Linked DNA regions of Gossypium hirsutum: region 1 is linked to region 2. The links are chromatin contacts, called in public Hi-C maps. All regions are on one chromosome and are shown on one strand. The core of a region is the stretch at or near the end of the contact, and the rest is flanking DNA. Distances in the headings are between cores, read along the strand shown. Region 1 holds the start of LOC107887353 (50S ribosomal protein L18). Region 2 holds the start of LOC107887355 (protein KTI12 homolog).

Region 1 (2,725 bases), core at 116-2,615, 210 kb before region 2:
TATATCTTCTCAACCATCAAAACAGGAGCACCATGATATTCTTTAACTCCAGAGAATGGAAGTAAGATTTTATAATCTTTTCATCGGAAACAGGGTGTACTTCACATCATTTTCCTCGAGATAAATCTCCACAGCGCAAAAAGGCTGTTTAAAATCTTCTAGGTCTAGGCATATTCGATACAAACAATAATGATCCGATTTCTAAATTATGAAACTTTATTTGGCATAGTATATATCTCTACTTTCATACAGAAAAGAGATTATCCCTTCCAAACCAGTAAACTCTTATCAACTTCATAAGACATCTTTGAGTTCAATTAGAAGAGTATATCAACAAAAGGGCTCCGCCGCAAAGGACAAGCTTATAAAATATTGTCTTACAAACATCACCTCGTGGAACAAACCAGCAGGCAAACTGGAATTACTAAACCAAAAAAGGCAAGTTTTGAGACAACATTTTGTTATAGAATTTTCGAGAAATCGAATTTCATATTTACCAGGTCAGCACATTTTGCAGACTCTCGAACACCTAATATCACCATATTCAACTGCTAAACGCTCTGATTTACTCAGTTGCAGAATAAAGAGTTTTGACTCCAATTATAACCTAAAATGCTTCCCCTAACACTGATCCCTCTATGGAAAGAACATATATAATCTATGAAAATAAGTTAATGAAAAAACAAATATTGGTCATTAATCAAGCATGCTTATTCAGCTACAACATGAAAGGCAACCCAAAACCCAGCTTACAATTGCCATCAAGTAAACAATTTAAACCCCATCTTTCCAAGTTTATATAGTTAATTACTAACCCATTTTTTTTCACATGCCTAGGACACTTATAACAGCATAATCAAACATAAAAGACCCGTTACTTCATCAAATTTCCTTTCCCAGGAACCAAAACACAATAATGTTTAAACAAAAAAAAAAGAAAAAGGAATACCTTGTTAAGAGAGGGAGCAGGAGGGAGCGTGAATGAGTTAATGGATATGTTGATACTGGGAAACGAAGAGGTCCATGACAGTGAGGTGAGTTTGTTGGAGCGTTCAGAGTGAGTCGGGAATGAGTTGAGGGACCGCGTTGGTAAAGCTGAAGAAGATACGATTATCGACACCATTTTTTTCCTCCGCCAGTTGTGTCCGGGTTTTACTTCTAAGGCTAATTCAGGGCTTAAAAACGAAGGCTTCTTCTACATTGGGCCACCCCGGATCAGACCGTGGACACAACAATTGAGTTTACTCCTGTAGAAACCCCGGCTTAAGGTTTCTTTGATATTTTTGTCCTGGGATTTTTTCTACACATTTCCCTTCTTCTTTTTCAAATTGAAAAACAGATTTACTTTTTTGTCCAGAGATATCCAAAGAAAGTAAACTTGGGGGCAATTTACAAGAAAAAGTTTTTTTTTTAATATTTACGGAAATGGGTCAACTTTTTAATTATTTACTGGAAATGGCCGAATTCCCCCAAAGCGCGCTCACGTTAGCGCGATGTCAGGTGACATGTCAGCAAAACGCGTCCCTTAGGGAGCGTCCTCAATGGTGCGTTTTGTGCTGACGTGGCAAAATGCTCTCTAAGGACGCATTTTGTCCTTTTTTTTAGGGTTAGGATTTTTTTTGCATTTAGGGTTAGGGTTAAGGTTTTAAGGTTTAGAATTTTTAAGAAAAAAAATAAATTAGGGTTTTGAGTTAATTAAATTAATTATTAATTTAAAAAATAAATTAGATTAAGGTTTAGGGTTAATTAATTAAATTATGGATTAATTTTTTAAATGATTTTGTGTTTAGGGTTATGGAAAAAATATATTAGGAATAAAATTTTTTTTACAGTAGTTTCTGAAAAAATAAATTAGAGAAGACGTATCTAAAAAATAAATTAGAGAAGACGTATCTGAAAAAATGATTTTGAGAAGATATTTCTGAACAAATAGTGTCAAAAATGCTTCAAGCTGGATGAACTATCAGCAAAAGTACTAAAAAAAGCTCCCACTTGGATGCTTTTTTTCTACAATAGTTTTTGAAAAAATAATCTTGAGAAGATGTTTCTGAATAAATAGTGTAAAAAACGCTTCAAGTAAGATGCACTGTCAGCAAAAGTATTGAAAAAAGCTCCCACGTGGATGCTCTTTTTCTACAGTAGTTTCTGAAAAAATAATTTTGAGAAGATATTTCTAAACAAATAGTGTCAAAAATGCTTTAAGCAGGATGAACTGTCAGCAAAAGTACTGAAAAAAGCTCCCATGTGGACACTATTTTTCTACAGTAGTTTCTAAAAAAATAATTTTGAGAATATGTTTCTGAACAAATAGTGTAAAAAATGCTTCAAGTAGGATGCACTGTCAGCAAAAGTACTGAAAAAGCTCTCACGTGGATGCTCTTTTTCTACAGTAGTTCCTATTTGGCCTTAGGCTATAAATGAGCCAAATTTTATTCTCAGGTTGCATAAGTTACAGCAAGAAAAATTAGAGACGCTAAGCAGAATAGAAATTGAAGATGAGTGAACGTATTAGTGCTGTTATTTACTATGATGGTAAGGTCCGTCACACCAAGAACGGCATTGTTTTTTAATCGAAAAATACAGTGCGACTGGTTTTTAATCAGAACATAGATTTGACAGAACTTCGTAAAAGAATTAGGCGTAAAATCTTTGGAATAACGCCAATGAAAGCTTTGTCTATTAGGTATCAATTTTGTGCTTCTGTTGATCCGTGACATATGACTTG
Region 2 (2,995 bases), core at 370-2,869:
AATCACTCATCATACACATCAATATAACATATCCTGCAAATGTAAACTGTTCTCTTAATGACTCTCAATGCCAAGTCTAAAGATAATTATGAGACAATCTAAAATGGATCTTTGGAGAAAGTAAAAGTAGAAAATAAATTAGTGACCTTTGACAACACTGTTCAAGGTATAAAACTAGGTAAGTATTAGTAGTATTACCCTTTTTCAAGCAATAGTTCCAAGTTCTCGATTCAGATAGTCTACAAACATCCTCTTTGCACTGCTGGAATCGGAAGGGGGAGGTCGTCCACTCAAACTTGTTTGTCCTGTTAACTTGATGAATGTTCTCCGCAATCTCCGTAGCTCCGGCAACCCAACCGATCTAGAAATATCGATATTCGGTAAACCTTGACCAATGGAGATACTGGCAAGAGGTCCTCCAATTGACTGGGATTGTGCTTCCACAATAGCATTAATCACCTCCTGCGTGGCTCTGTCCATCTCATACAGTGAATTTGCCTCTGAAAACCGGGTATTTTGTGTGGCAATGGTTGGCTGCAAAATCTTAACATCCCGAGATTTCGAGTCTGCTTTTTTTGTCAAATACGAAACCACATCTACAATGGCAATAGAAGATCTCTCCACTCCATCATTATGAGCCCATAGCTCGAACAAAGGTGAATCCCAACGATTTCTTCTATCCGGTTTCTCAAATCTTCTAACTAAATCCTCAAATATCACATCATTATATGCAGCCTCTCCCTTCTCCCGACGCTCTTCATTCCATTTCCTACATTGCGATTCTCTAACATCACAGTACAACACACAGTACCTTATCCCAGCAGCACGAGCCAAACACCACAACTCGTATCGATAACCCTTGATACTGTTCAAAGAATCAACTATAATGATATTATCTCTGGAGACAGACCTATCAACTTCGGACCTAAGCACTCCCCGTAAATTCTTCTCTGATGGCATATTAGCATAGCTCTGATTACGATCAAGATGAAATGAAGTCTCATCGATGATCCTTACAGTCTGTTTACACTCTGATTCATTCAGAGCTTCAGCTAGACATTTCGCAGCTGTCGACTTCCCACTGCACGGCTGCCCACAAATTACCACCAATGCCATCTTTTTTTTTAAAGTCTTTTTCTTACAAAATTGGGTTTAGACCGCAGCTCGCTAAGCTGCAGTTCCTTGAAATCTCACTGTTCATAAATTAAAAAAGTAATTCAAATCAAGATTTTCCTTTGCCTCAAATTTTTACATATACTTGCTAATACTGTAACATTCTTCAAAGTTTTCAGATTACATAAGACATGTATAGTTTTATAGGAAACTATATGGAAGATATAACTGAAACCCAGATCGTATTTCAGCAAGATGCAGAAATAAAATAAATAATCTAGAAAAATTGCAAAAGAATTAAATTAGGGATCAGAAGAATCCTGCAAAAAGCAGTAAGAAAAAGGACCAAAGATTAAACCGCCAAAAAGTTCTAAAAACTTGAAAACCGTAGTTAAGTAAATTACCTTGGTCGGAGATTTGAATAACAGACAGGCAGAGAGGGAGGTCGCGTTAGGAGGAATCCGCCGACCTGAATGGAAAGGCATGTAATGGAACACTAAGCTTCCATCATATTTTTGCGCTTTATGGATTTTCTTATATTTGGGCCCTTTGATTTGGTCAAGATTGGGCCTTCAGTCCCAACTTACCAATAGTTCATTTTAATGAATATATGTTAAATTTTGTTATTAGTCCCTGTATTATGTGTTAGTTGTGGAATTAGTTCAGCTACTTTAATTGGCCAATTTTTATTGTTGTACTTTTTAAATTTTAAACTTCTAGTTGACCCGAATGATATAAATTGAGTCCCTTAAGTCAAATTAAGCTATTAGTCCTATATTATGCGTATTCTTCAATTTAATTTTCTTTAGTATCTATACTTTTCGTATTTTTAAAATGGGATAATGGCAAGAAAGGCCCTTGTACTTTAGGTTTGTTCTAATGTGACACATGTATTTTCAAAATGTCCAATTTCATACATGTACTTTTGTTTTCGTTAAATATTTCGGTACCTAACCTTGATTACGTCATATTTTATGTTGATGTGGCATGTTGCCCAACCAAGGGCTGCCATGTGATTGTTTGTTGACATTTGACTTGCTAAGTGAGGTCCTTACGAGCAATTCTTCTTTTTCTCGTGGAAAATTTGGAGAAATATAACATTTTTATTGAAAATTATAGTCCTTTCAAAAATATAATTTTTTTTATAAATTCATTTTAAAAATATATAAAAATTATATTCTTTTAAAAATAATTTTTTAAATATAAATTGTTTAAATATATTGTTTTTATTATAAATATTTTATTATTAGATAGATGTTCATCAAAATCAAGATAAGTTTGATATATATTATGACTCTCATGTTTATTAAAAGTAGATTTGTTCATGTGTCATGCCACCTGAGCTGACAAAAAGGTATGCTCAAAAAGTGAGAGAATTTGGACAAAAATATAAGTCCGAAAAATGGGCTTAGACAAAAAAAAATGAGGCCCATTTAAAAAACAAGTTGGGCCTCAAGTAAGGCTCTTTTGGCTTGAGCTTGGCCCGAATTAGCAAAAAGACAAAAAAATGTTATTTTATTATTGTTTTCTTGTTGTTTTTCACTATTTTGCTATCATTTTACTATAATATTACTATTATTTTGTTATTATTGTCTGCGTATTGTATAACTCTTATTTTATTGTTAATTTTGTTGTTGTTTTAGAGACATTTGCTTGTTAAATTACACCTATCTTACTGTTATTTAAGTATAAATATTTTTAATTTATTTTCAAATTGTTAGGAAACATTTATTTGAATGTTTTTAGTATTTTTGATGTATTATATTTTTAAAATTTTCATATAATAAATAATATAAAAAATTAATTCAGTTGGGCCAAACCCATGTTTTAGCATTTTTATTCAAGCCCATTTTTAGGTTGAGCCAAGTTCAGGCGTAAAATT

Evidence for each region. A called contact is a pair of places that touch in the nucleus more often than the background predicts.
Region 1: a Hi-C map of hypocotyl shows a contact between it and region 2, with 8 times the contacts expected there. The contact joins the promoter of LOC107887353 here to the promoter of LOC107887355 in region 2. A contact is called at or near these places in 25 of 34 Hi-C or Micro-C datasets (anther, callus, cotyledon and 5 more).

What each region holds. Positions count from the first base shown.
Region 1 is chrA03:67,900,468-67,903,192 of Gossypium_hirsutum_v2.1, reverse strand. LOC107887353 (50S ribosomal protein L18) reads right to left here and starts at 1,365. Exons shown (of 2, transcript XM_016811558.2): 1 at 950-1,365. The coding sequence starts at 1,123.
Region 2 is chrA03:67,689,382-67,692,376 of Gossypium_hirsutum_v2.1, reverse strand. LOC107887355 (protein KTI12 homolog) reads right to left here and starts at 1,619. Exons shown (of 4, transcript XR_005916689.1): 1 at 1,518-1,619; 2 at 199-1,193.